2 separate regions of the Pan troglodytes genome follow, and region 2 is linked to region 1. A link is a contact called in public Hi-C data. All regions are on one chromosome and are shown on one strand. Each heading gives the region's core, a stretch centred on a gene start, on an enhancer-like site or on the middle of the called end of the contact. The rest is flanking DNA. Distances are from core to core; before and after follow the strand shown.

Evidence for each region. A called contact is a pair of places that touch in the nucleus more often than the background predicts.
Region 2: a Hi-C map of stem cell-derived neural progenitor cells shows a contact between it and region 1, with 4 times the contacts expected there. The contact joins the promoter of UBXN2A here to the promoter of TP53I3 in region 1. A contact is called at or near these places in 1 of 7 Hi-C or Micro-C datasets (stem cell-derived neural progenitor cells), 1 of 1 datasets of contacts at active chromatin or transcription factors (stem cell-derived excitatory neurons) and 1 of 1 other capture datasets (stem cell-derived neural stem cells).

Annotation. Positions count from the first base shown.
Region 1 is chr12:98,776,514-98,783,174 of NHGRI_mPanTro3-v2.0_pri, forward strand. TP53I3 (tumor protein p53 inducible protein 3) reads left to right here and starts at 3,744. Exons shown (of 6, transcript XM_009442115.5): 1 at 3,744-4,599; 2 at 5,004-5,146; 3 at 6,183-6,450. The coding sequence starts at 5,009. The region is part of intron 1 of FAM228B (family with sequence similarity 228 member B); the gene reads right to left.
Region 2 is chr12:98,932,427-98,939,263 of NHGRI_mPanTro3-v2.0_pri, forward strand. It overlaps UBXN2A (UBX domain protein 2A), which reads right to left and starts at 3,832. Exons shown (of 8, transcript XM_063790084.1): 1 at 3,352-3,832. It overlaps ATAD2B (ATPase family AAA domain containing 2B), which reads left to right and starts at 3,733. Exons shown (of 28, transcript XM_525707.7): 1 at 3,733-4,400. The coding sequence starts at 4,185.

The DNA.
Region 1 (6,661 bases), core at 2,494-4,993:
CATTCCGTCTTTCAGACCTTGGCTATTTCTTGTTTCCCAGCTGTAACTCACAATACATTTCATTCATGTTACTGGTTTTTATAAAGAACAAGCTGGGACTACAGGCACCCACCACCACACCCAGCTAATTTTTGCATTTTTAGTAGAGATGGGGTTTCATCATGCTGGCCAGGCTGGCCTTGAACTCCTGACCTCAAGTGATCCACCCCTCTCAGCCTCCCAAAGTGCTGGGATTATAGGTATGAGCCACAGCACCCAGCCCATTTCCCAACTTTCATAATTGGATACATTTCTACTAAATATAATCTATTTCCCCATATCTGGGAAACCACACTGTTTCTACACTCACACAGAACACTTCATTTCTGACACTAGATATGCAGGTTTTATTCCCACATCAACCAATTCTCTGACATAGGCTGGGTGTTCCACAATTCAATTCTGACACTCTCTACCTGGAGTTAGTGTCAGATCCCACAGATTAAGGGCTCAGTCCCGCAAGGTTGCCCCCATTAAAGATGCCAACTGCAAATCCAAGCCTCCTACACTTCTGACCAACTGGCTGTATAAATCAGGGATTCTCATGACTCCCTCCTTGGATTTGATAATTTGCTAGAATGGTTCATAAAACTCAGGGAAACACTTACGTTTACTAGTTTATGATAAAGAATATTATAGGCCGGGCGTGGTGGCTCACGCCTGTAATCGCAACACTTTGGGAGGCCGAAGCAGGTGGATCTCTTGAGCCCAAAAGTTCAAGACCAGCCTGGCCAACATGGCGAAACCCTGTCTCTACTAAAAATGCAAAAATTAGCCGGGCTTGGTGGTGCATGCCTGTAATCCCAGCTACTTGGGAGGCTGAGGCAGGAGAATCACGTAAACCCAGGAGACAGAGATTGCAGTGAGCCGAGATCACCCCACTGCATTCCAGCCTAGGCGACAGAGCCAGACTCTGCCTCAAAAAAAGATATATATATATAATAAAGGGATGAACAGCCAGGTGAAGAGGTATGTAGAATGTGGTCCAGAAGGATCCCAAGTGCAGGAGCCTCTGTCCTCATGGAGTTGGGGTACACCACACCATCTTCCCATGGTGGATGTGTTCACCAGCTGGGAAGCTCACCACATTTCTTTGTTCAAGAGTTTTTAGGGCCAGGCGCAGTGGCTCACACCTCTAATTCCAGCACTTTTGGAGGCCTAGCAAATGGATAACCTGAGGTAAGGAGTTCGAGACCAGCCTGGCCAACATGGATAAATCCCATTTCTACTAAAACCACAAAAATTGGCCGGACCCAGTGGCTCACGCCTGTAATCCCAGCACTTTGGAAGGCCGAGGCAGGTGGATTGCCTAAGCTCAGGAGTTTGCGACCAGCCTGGACTGTTGCAAAACCCTGGGCTGGTGAAACCCTGTCTCTACTAAAATACAAAAAATTAGCTGGGTGTGGCAGCGTGCATCTATAGTCCCAGCTACTTGAGAGGCTTGCAGGGAGCCGAGATCACCTGGGTGACAGAGTGAGACTGTCTCAAAAAAAAAAAAAAAAAAATTACCCTGGTGTGGTGGCTCACACCTGTAGTCCCAGCTACTCGGGAGGCTGAGGCAGGAGAATCGCTTGAACCTAGGAGGTGGAGGTTGCAGTGAACTGAGGTCAGGCAACTGCACTCCAGCCTGGGCAACAGAGTGAGACTCAGTTTCAACAATAACAACAAAAAAGAATTCTTATAGCGTGTAATCTCCAGTCCCTGCTTCCCCTTCCCAGGGTCTTTCTAGTGACCAGCTCATCCTGAAGCTATCTAGGGCCCCCACCCTAAGTCACTTTATTAGCATAAACTCGAGTGTGCTTATAAGGGTTTGTTATTAATATAAAAAGTCACTTCTATCACATACGAAATTCCAAGGGTTTTAGGAGCTCTGCAGGAGAACAAAATATAATAAAAGATACTTATTGGCCAGGCAGAGTGGCTCATGCCTACAATTCCAGTACTTTACAGGCTGAGGTGGGAGAATTGCTTGAGTCCAGGAGTTCATGACCAGCCTGGGCAACGTAGCAAGACTGTATATCTAGTTAAAAACAAAAGAAAGAAAGAGATGCTTGTTCAGCAAATAACAAAGGTTTTAGGAGTGCTATTGCAGGAACCCAGGACAAAGACCAAAAATATATATTTCTTATTACACACTGCAAGATTACATCGACCAAGGGCTCACTAAGATAAAATCTTAGGCACTTTCAACTACTAGTTTTACTGGGATACTTTAGTATACTTAGTGGTTGGTATTATTAGATTTTTTTTAAACTCCTTGCATCTTAAAAGTTCTTATTTAGCACTTACATTACACATTCCTCATCTATCTTAATCCATTCCATTTTCTTAATCCAATCAGTTTTAGTGTAGATTTTTGCAAAGTTTGTTATTTACAACTATTTCCTTTCCATCTGTCTCTGTTCTAGGATATTTATTCGGTTCAAACCTTTCCTCAATTTTGGACAGATGCGTATCCGGATGATGTGTCTCTGAATCCTTATACATCCTCAGACATGTTTTTTGCCCTAACAAGTGAATTATATCTTAATGGGGTATATTGAGTTACAGTGCTTTTCTTCTAGTCAGTAGAGGCTAGTCTACTCTCTTCTAGCTTCCAGATTGCAGATAGAAACTTGCTGGGCACAGTGGCTCATACTTGTAATCCTAGCACTTTGGGAGGCTGAGGCAGGAGGATTGCTTGAGTCCAGGAGTTTGAGACCAGCCTGGGCAATATAATGAGACCCCTACACTACAAAAAAGAGGGAGAGAGAGAAAGAGGGGGTGGGGAAGGAGGGAAGGAAGGAAGGAGGGAGGGAGGGAGAGAAGGAAGCCATTTTTGTTTTTTAACCAATTGTGAGTAACTTATTCTTTCCACACTTGTTAGAACCTGAAATTTTATAAAATATAGGCATGCATTTTTGTTCTTATGAATCCATCCTTCAGTGAATGTTTTCAATCCGTATAATCTGGTAGAATTTAGGAAAACTGTATTCTTTTATTTGGTTAACTATTGAATCTTCTTCATCCATTCCTCTTCCTCCTTCTAAAATCTTTTTTTTTTTTTTTTTTTTTTTGAGACGGAGTCTCACTCTGTCTTCCAGGCTGGAGTGCAGTGGTGCGATCTCGGCTCACTGCAAGCTCCCCCTCCCGGGTTCACGCCACTCTCCTGCCTCAGCCTCCCGAGTAGCTGGGACTACAGGCGCCCGCCACCACGCCCGGCTAATTTTTTGTATTTTTAGTAGAGACGGGGTTTCACCGTGTTAGCCAGGATGGTCTCGATCTCCTGACCTCGTGATCCGCCCGCCTCGGCAACCCAAAGTGCTGGGATTACAGGCGTGAGCCACCGCGCCCGGCCTAAAATTCCTATTATTCTCATAGCAGGGTCTCCTGAATTTTTCCTTAAGTCCCATCATTTTATTATTTCCATCTCTATAGGCTTTTGCTCTGTTGTGTTAAAGAAATAATTATTCAATGATACTTGTTAAAGCACATTAAGGAAGACTTTATTTAGCACCATCGCTACAGGTTTAGGGACCACTGCAATGAGTTCTTGCAGTGGACAAGACAGGTTGGGATCAACTCTGAATGCATCATGGACAAGTGGGAATGTATAGCCAAGGAGCAGTGTAGGGGGTCAGTGGATGGAAAATTAGTAAGAGGCATCAGGGGTAAGGGGGATTCTATCTAAACTGACCTAACAGGATTCTCACTGAAGACAGGCCAGGGTGGTCGGATATCACTTGGGGGATGGTGGAGGATGAGATATTGAGGGTGATCAGATGTCAAGGATGGGAGGTTCTTACTAAAACAGGAATTTACAAGGAGTGCTATGGATATGTAGTGGGAGGAGGCCAGGGATGCTGCTAAACATCCTACAATGCACAGGACGATCTCCTACAATAACGAACTAGCTAGTCCAAAATGTCAATAGCGCCGAGGTTGAGAAACCTTCATGTAGCTTACGGATACAGCTTTTACCCAATCGCCAGCATCCTTCTCCTGGGGCTGAACCTCTCCCCCAGGACTGTCAGGAGGAGGGGAGTGATAAGGATCCCAGGACTGCGTTTTGCCTTCCTTCCCCACCCCCACTCCCAACGGCTCCTTTCTCTTCTCTTAGCAGCACCCAGCTTGCCCACCCATGCTCAAGATGGGCGGGATGCCAGCCTGTTACATAAATGTGCCAAAAGCCTGGCCATGCCTGGAAAATGGACCAATCCGCCCGCCAAGAGGTTGGGTCTCGTTCCCTAGAGAGAAGGAAGTTTCCTCTCCTTGCAGTGAGAGCTAGAATCGCACTTTCTGTCAAGCTGAGAGAAAGACTCTTTTCCAGAGGCTAAAAGGACAAGAAAATCTGATTTGCTTGCTTCTAACTTTGCGTTTTAAAGGGGGAAGGAGGAAAGGAAAGAGGGGGAGGGTGGTTCTGCTTAGCCCCACCCCTCCGGCTACCCCAAGTCCAGCCGTCCATTCCGGTGGAGGCAGAGGCAGTCCTGGGGCTCTGGGGCTCGGGCTTTGTCACCGGGACCCGCAGGAGTCAGAACCGCTCGGCGCCGCCTGGTGCATGGGAGGGGAGCCGGGCCAGGAGTAAGTAACTCATACGGGCGCCGGGGACCCGGGTCGGGCTGGGGGCTTCCAACTCAGAGGGAGTGTGATTTGCCTGATTCTCTTCGGCGTTGTCCTGCTCTGCCGCATCCAGCCCTGTACCGCCATCCCACTTCCCGCCGTTCCCATCTGTGTTCCGGGTGGGATCGGTCTGGAGGCGGCCGAGGACTTCCCAGGCAGGAGCTCCGGGCGGAGGCCGGGTCCGCGGCAGACCAGGGCAGCGAGGCGCTGGCCGGCAGGGGGCGCTGCGGTGCCAGCCTCAGGCTGGGCTGCTCCGCGAGGATACAGCGGCCCCTGCCCTGCCCTGCCCTGCCCTGCCCTGCCCTGTCCTGTCCTGTCCTGCCCTGCCATGTCCTGTCCTGCCCTGCCCTGCCCTGTGTCCTCAGACAATATGTTAGCCGTGCACTTTGACAAGCCGGGAGGACCGGAAAACCTCTACGTGAAGGAGGTGGCCAAGCCGAGCCCGGGGGAGGGTGAAGTCCTCCTGAAGGTGGCGGCCAGCGCCCTGAACCGGGCGGACTTAATGCAGGTACCCAGGGCTCAGCCGCGCCGGGGCGGGCGGGACTCCAGAGCCTCCCTCTCAACAGCACTCAGTGGACATTGACCAGACGTGAAGGCGTGCACCGCTCCACACCCAGCAGGCAGCTGCGCTGGGGCTTCCCAGACCTAAACCCAGGGCGCCCTCTTTGTTCATGCAAAACAAGGGGGAGTACTTGCAAAGCAGAATCCACCCCGAGCTAATCCATAGCCACTCAGGCCTCCAGATGAGGGCGGAACTAACATTGTTGTGGGGTGTGGGCACACTTACTCCCCAGGCTACCCTGTTCACCATCTTAATTCTACAGATAAGGAAACTGAAGTTCAGCGAGGTTAAGCAGTACGCCCAAGGCCGTGACACTAGCAATCAGAAGAGCTGGGATTCAAGCTGAGGTCTTTGTGGCTCCAAAGACCTCTTAACTCTTTCCACTCTGAGAGTCCCAGAGCTGACAGCAGGCAGTACTCTTAAGAATTTTCTTCTGTCTGCTACTGATTTACTGACCCGGGCCAGCTGCATTGGTTGGAGTCATTCAGAAATGTGCATCAGAATCCCCTGGGGCACAAAAGAAACGTGATGGGGGCCCAGGCACGTGTACTTTGAAATACTCCTCAGGTGGTTCTGCCACACACTCCTGGTTAAGTCCCTCTGCTCTACAGCTTCTGAGGACTGGGGTGAGTGAGCACAGAGCCTAGCGCTTGATGCATGGGAACCATCGTCAAGGTTCCTAATCCCACTACTATTATTTCCTGTCTGGGACTCCGTTTCTCCATCTGTAAAGCAAGGGGTTCAGATGAGGTAAATAGCTAAGGACTCTACCAGTTATAACATCCACTGATCATGTGACCTCCAGTTTATTTGCATAAAACTAATGGCCTCTCCTTTTTCTTCTCCTTACTTACAAAAACCTGACTTCATCCTGAAATTTATTTTTGAAAAACAAAAGAGGGGATATTGGAAGGGGGGCCAGGGGTGGTGACATACAGATTTCTGATCATGCTCACCACTTAGTGCACTTCTTTCTCTGCAGAGACAAGGCCAGTATGACCCACCTCCAGGAGCCAGCAACATTTTGGGACTTGAGGCATCTGGACATGTGGCAGAGCTGGGGCCTGGCTGCCAGGGACACTGGAAGATCGGGGACACAGCCATGGCTCTGCTCCCCGGTGGGGGCCAGGCTCAGTACGTCGCTGTCCCCGAAGGGCTCCTCATGCCTATCCCAGAGGGATTGACCCTGACCCAGGCTGCAGCCATCCCAGAGGCCTGGCTCACCGCCTTCCAGCTGTTACATCTTGTGGGTGAGGAGGCCTCCATGCTCACTCCACACAATGTAGCTCAACACCTTCATAAATCAGCCAACTTGAATCCCAGCAATCCCCCAGTGCACTCCCAGGCCTTCCTGTATCACCTGTATTGTCAGGTCCTCAAACCATGTTAGAAGGGTTTAATGTTGAGGCTGAGAATCATGGTTAGCAGATAGAGGGTCTGGATAACACTAGATAGGAGGCC
Region 2 (6,837 bases), core at 2,582-5,081, 160 kb after region 1:
ACCCACCTTGACCTCCCAAAGCACTGGAATTACAGGCGTGAGCCACTGCGCCTGGCCTCCTTTTTTTTTTTAATTTTATTTTAATTTATAGAGATGGGGTCTCACTACGTTGCCCAGCCTGGTCTTGAAATCCTGAGCTCAAACGATTCTCCTACCTTGGCCTCTCTAAATTCTGGGATTATAGGCATGAGCCACTGCAACCAGCCCTTTTTCTTTCTCTTTTTTAAAATTTTATTTTAATTTATAGAGATGGGGTGTCACTATGTGACCAGCGCAGGCTGGTCTTGAATGCCTGAACTCAAGCCATCTTCCCACCTCAGCCTCCCAAAGTGCTAGGATTATAGGTGTGAGCCACCTTGCTTGGCCTTATCTTTTTCAAGTCTTCCTTTCTTTCGTCTACAATTTTGTGGTTCAACACGTATCTCAGGGGTCACTACCTCTCAGAGGTTTTCCCTAAAATCCCTGCTGGAATTAATGGTCTCTGCCTCATTCTTTCTTTTCACATTGTATTGCAGTTTACTGGTTTCTTCCCTATCTTATTCATTCCCTCTATGTCTGTGTGTTCTTTGAGGATTTTTAAACGTTCTTGATTTTTAAAAATCTGTCTATTTCCTGGCCTAGCAGAGTACCTAATACCAGTTGGATTTATTTATTTACTTATATATTTTCTAGAGACAGGGTCTCACTATGTTGCCCAGGCTGGTTTCGAACTCCTGGGCTCAAGCTCAGTTGGATTTAAAATTAACATTTGTTACCTCCAGGCGCAGTGGCTCACACCTGTAATCCCAGCACTTTGGGAGGCCGAGGCAGGCAGATCATGAGGTCAGGAGATCAAGACCATCCTGGTTAACACGGTGAAACCTCGTCTCTACTAAAACTACAAAAAATTAGCCGGGCGTGGTGGCACACGCCTGTAGCCCTAGCTACTTGGGAGGCTGAGGCAGGAGAGTCGCTTGAACCTGGGAGGTGGAGGTTGCAGTGAGCCCAGATAGTACCACTGTACTCCAGCCTGAGTGACAGAGCAAGACTCCATCTCAAATAAATAAATAAAGTTAACATTTGTTGATAGTAAATGGTATAGGTTATGGTAACTTGGCCTTCCCAATTTAGGACTACAAAAACAAATAAACACACACAAAAAAGGAGGAAAGCACACAAATCCTTTGTATATAATTTGCATACCACACACCTCTGCTGGACACTAGCCTTTTTTTTTTTTTTTTTTTTGAGATGGAGTTTTGCACTGTTGCCTAGACTGGAGTGCAGTGGTGCAATCTCAGCTCACTGCAACCTCTGCCTCCCGGGTTCAAGCGATTATCCTGCCTCAGCCTCCCAAATAGCTGGGATTATAGGTGTCTGCCACCATGCCTGGCTAATTTTTTGTATTTTTAGTAGAAATGGGGTTTCACCATGTTGGTCAGGCTGGTCTCGAACTCCTGACCTCAAGTGATCCGCCCGCCTTTGCCTCCCAAAGTGCTGAGATTACAGGCATTAGCCACTGCACCCTACCCTTTTTTTTTTTTTTTAAATATTTTTTTGAGACAGGGTGTTACTCTGTCACCCAGGCTAAAGTACAATGGCATGAACTTGGCTCACGGCAGCCTGGACATCCTGGGCTCAAGTGACTGATGGCGCCTCAGTCTCAGGAGTGGCTGGGACCACAGGCACCACACCCAGTAGTTTCAGCTACCAGGGAGGCTGGGGCAGGGGGATTGCTTGAGCCAGGGAGGTCAAGGCTACAGTGAACTGTGGTTGTGCCACTGCACTCCAGCCTGGGTGACAGAGTGAGACCCTGTCTCTCTCTCTTTCTTTTTGGCAGGGAGAGGATCTCACTATGTTGCCCAGGCTGGTTTCCAACTCCTGGTCTCAAGCCATCCTCTCGCCTCGGCCTCCAAGTGCTGAGAATACAGGTGTGAGCTACAGCGCCTGGCCCAAACCAGCCTCTTTCCACAGGAATTGATACTTGTTTATGCTGCTCAGTGATGTGATAGCTACTTGACCCAGGAAAATCCAGGTATGGTTCCATTATGAGGAATCCCACCCATTAAGACATCAACTCTAAGTGGCAGGTGAAGTGTCCAGGAGAGGATGTGGTATGCAAATTGTGTCAGAAGGATTTATCTATTCTGGAATCCATACTGGTTCCCAAACAAAAAAACATTGTCATTTCCAGTGTTGTACAGTTTTTTGGAATGATTGGGAGCTTAGATGGCCAGAATGCTCTAAGTTTGATGCCATTTGGTCATTTTCAGGACTTTTCCTGAGTCTTCAATTTTTCTTAGTTTAATAAACAGTTTAATAAACTCCTGCCCAATAAACAGTAGGCTATGTCTAATGTACTGTGAATTTTTTTTTTTTTTTTTTGAGATGGAGTCTCATTCTGTCACCCAGGCTGGAGTGCAGTGGCACGGTCTTGGCTCACTGCAATCTCTGCCTCCCGGGTTCAAGCGATTCTCCTGCCTCAGCCTCTCAAGTAGCTGGGATTACAGGCATGCACCACGACACCTGGCTAATTTTTTGTATTTTTAGTAGAGATGGGGTTTCACCATGTTGACCAGGTTGGTCTCGAACTCCTGACTTCAAGTGATCCGCCCGCCTTGGCCTCCCAAAGTGCTGGGATTACAGGCGTAAGCCCGGCCTGTACTGTGAATTTTTGAAATGAACCTAATTCCTACTTTACAGCAGAGCTTTTCTTTCTTTCTCTTTCTTTCTTTCTTTCTTTCTTTCTTTCTTTCTTTCTTTCTTTCTTCCTTTCTCTCTCTCTTTCTTTCTTCTTTTTTTTTTTTTTCTGAGACAGGGTCTGGCTCTGTCATCCAGGCTGGAGTGCAGTGGCATGATTTCGGCTCACTGCAACCTCCATCTTCTGGGTTCAAGTGGTTCTCATGCCTCAGCTTCCCGAGCAGCTGGGATTACAGGTGCCCACCACAACACCCGTCGATTTTTTGTATTTTTAGTGGAGACAGGGTTTCACCATGTTGGTAAGGCTGATCTAGAACTCTTGACCTCAGGTGATCCACTCACCCCGGCCTCCCAAAGTACTGGGATTACAGGCGTGAGCCACCGCACCCGGCCTACAGCAGAGCTTTTCATATGAATTGTGTGGCTTAATTTTTTTTTCTTTGGAAGTTAAATTACAAATGCTTTATCTGTGGGTTCAGCTTTTTGTATTCTTAATTCTTCAGCGGGCCGGGGGCAGGGGGCGGTGATAGAGGCGGCTCTTACAGGGAACTCATTCTTTGGCTCCGCCTTAGATCTGTCTAAGGGGATAGAAAACGACCCTGCCTCGCTTTGTTTAAAAACGCAGAGTTCTAGCATGGGGTCCCCCCCCCCCCCTTCTCTTCTTAAGCTTACCAAGTTCCAGATATCGCCCAGATGAATTTTTTTTATCACAGCTGTCATTCTCATTTTTACAGGCATGAAAAGTGCGACTCAAGTTCAGTGTCTTGCCTCGGGTAGCTTGGGGATTCCCAGTCAGCTCCTCGCGCCTTCGTCGCCGCTCCCCTTCCACCCCGCGCCTTCGCCGGCCGTCCCCTGCTCCATCCAGGCCACGGGGGTGACGGTGGGGTCTGGGGCATTCAGGCCTGGCTGGGCGTGAGGGCTTCAGGCCCAATCCCACGCCCGAACTCGTCCTGATTAGTCTGGCTTTTCTGGTCGCCCCAGCCCTGCGGTCGCGGAGAGCTGGAAACCACCGAGCTGACAGCCTAGAGCGTCGCTCCCCGGCCGCCGAGCGCTGACGCCGCGCCGGGGGCGGGGCAGCTGGAGGCGGCCGGGAGAGGAGCGAGCAGCCGGGAAGGGCTGGCCGGCTTCGCAGCGCCCCGCCGTGGCTGCGGCCGGAAGCGGTCTCGTTGGCCCTGCGGCGCTGGAGCCTTGACGCACGGAGCTCGAGAGCGAGAACGGGAGAGAAAGGGGTAGAAATGGCGGCTCCGCTCGGCTCCCGCTGAGGAGGGCGAAGCCGGCGGAGTGTCTGTGCTGCCGGTCTGCAGCACCGCCCCCGCTTCCCGCTCGCCGCCGACTTCCCTTCCTCTGCCCGGCTCTCTCTTGTGCTCGTCTGCGCTCCGCACGCTCCGGGCCGGCTCGTCTCTCATTGCCCGGCTCGGCTCCGCTGGCCCTGACTGACCGGCCGGCGGGCCGGCCTTGCTCGGCTCTCCCGGGCGCGGCGTGGACTCCGTCCCCCTGGCTGGACCATGGTGAACACCCGGAAGAGCTCTCTCCGCCTTCTCGGGTCCAAGTCTCCTGGTCCCGGGCCTGGGCCTGGGGCCGGAGCAGAGCCTGGGGCGACCGGAGGCAGCAGCCATTTCATCTCCTCTCGGACCCGCTCCTCCAAGACCCGCGCCGCCAGCTGCCCCGCCGCCAAAGCCGGGGGAAGCGGTGGCGCCGGCGTCATTCTGGATGAGGCCAGGGTAAGAGCGCGGCGTCCCGAGTCCGGAGGCTCGGAAGTGCCGGCCCTGCTGCCGGGGCTTTGTCTGGCCGGGTTGGGGGCAGGAAGCCTACAGTGGAGACCGCTCGGGCAGCTGGAGACAGGGTCTGCGGGCGCGGTGGAGGGTGGCACCCAGAGAAGGGCCGCGACGCTGGCCCCTTTGCTTTTCAAGCTGGCCCGGCTCTTTTGTGTGAAGAACAGCCTTGAGTCCAGGGGAGAGGGCTTTGGGGGTCCCTTTCGGCGTCATTCGAACGATCTGCTGTCCGTGTCCTTGTCCTGCCCCAGAGGGGAATTCTAGCGGGGAAGCAAGAGCGAAGGGCCAGAGCCGCTGGGTGGAAGGGTTGGAGAAGTGAAAGTTTTCTGCGGTGTCAAACCCTTCTTGAAAGTGTGTCAGTTCCTGCCGCTGTCTAACTCCAGCTTACTCTCAGTTTGGGGGTGGTTCAAGTTGGTGAGGAAGTGAACAGAGAGCTCCAGTTGGCAGCCAGGCAGGGATGCTGAAAAAAGTTTGTAGCTGCTCTGACACCAACTTTAAAAACAAAATCAACGCTATCGCCTCTCCAGGCAGGAGAGATCAAACATGATATTATAGCTGGGGAACCAGCCAGCTAGCTCACCAAGGTGCTAGTAGGAACCAGAGCTTTCAGGTCATAGAAGGAGCACGTCGAAAGAAACAAGTGGAATGTTTCGGATAGTCAGCACCATCATGCCAAAACTGTGTGGTTTCTTGGGTGTCTACATTTTTGTTATGGGACTATATTACAAAAGGTGAATGAACACCATTGTCATGCAGTTGCAAAAATGACATTTAAAGACGCTGGTGATTGAATTAAAAAACTGATTGAAAGATCTTGAAATTTTATTACCTACAGTATAAAGCTAAGCACAGATATTTATTGTTTTAAAGGAATTGACACGTTTGTTTTACTATGAGATTGTTTCTGAATTCAGAGAAGAGTGTATTGCTTCTGTCTAAAAGAGGTTGACTTGCTAAGTAATTTGGCTGGAAAAAGCTGTTCATTTAAAATGCTCCTTTAATTCCACACCATTTTGTGGTTCTTATTGGGGGAAGCAATATTTTATGTTCTGGGGGTCTACAAGATCGCGGTTTGTGTGTGCTTTTCTTTGTGTCTTACACTGTTTTGACACTAACAGAATGGATCTAGGCAGAGACAACAGGAATATTTTACCATACTACTCTGAAATATTTTTATTATATCTTTGAAAATCGTTTTGGCTTTTCTTTGATAAAATTTTGGGCATTATAACGTCCTATTTAATAGACTGTTTTGGGGGCTTACAGCTCTCTTAGGTTGAAATAAGGTTAAATCTGAAAGTTGTGCAAACTGTTGAGAATAAGTACTTTGAAGACGAGGCTTTCGGTAGAAACTATTCCAAACATGTTCAAGCTTCTTGACCTACTGAGGCTATCACATATTTTAAAATAAAACTCAATTTAAGAAAAGATCTTTTCTGTACATTTAAGGACAAAGAAATTATTTAGGGTGTAAGCATTTAATTGTATCATGCTATGTGAATGCCTAGTCTACTAGAGCAGTGTCTAACTCATCTGAAGCAATTAGCTCATCTTCACTGATCAGTTTGTGGTCCCATTTTTGAATTCATGGATATCATGCTGTCCTCACCCCCCGAGGAATAAGGTGAGGTAATTTGTCAAGCAGCTGTTATAGAGATGTTAAAAGGCTAGGAATCAATAATCTAATGAGGAAATGAACATTTGGTAGCTTTTAAATTGCTAAAAGAATGAAAGATATGAGAGCTCTTTGTAGAAGTGTACTAATGAAACTTTGTTTCAAAGATCCTTTTAAAATGTTTTAAAGCACCATAAATAACAGGGTACTAAAGATTTACTTTGAAATATTTGTTTTTCAGTCTTAAGAAGATTTATGTTCGGCTCTAGGAGATGATGGAGTCATCTAATTGCTTTCTCTGAAAGATTTTTTTAGAGACTTAACTACTCTTACATAGTGATTGGACTTTTAGAAGAGGATAAATTATAATTCTGAATTTATTAAGTTTATGGACTATATATTTATGAAGCAGGTTGTATATTTCTGGTTAGCTCTTCTCCAGTTTTGTAGGAATTTAGCACTCCTGGTTCACCCTTTCTGGAGTACTTAAAGACACCCTCTATGTCTGTGGGGTCTATAATAAACATTTGCCAGTGTCTGTAAAGTCTCATTTGATGCAAAATGGGGTTGCCCGTGTTGTTGCTTTAGCAGACCCTTATTTTTGTAGAAAGAAATGTATTCCTGCTTGTAACATAATATTCCTGTTTGTAATTGAGGAGTTTCTCCTTTTTCTGCTTTTGTGCCATGTTTATTTGTTTGTTTGTTTGTTTTTGAGACGGAGTCTCGCTGTAGCCCAGGCTGGAGTGCAGTGGCGTGATCTCGGCTCACTGC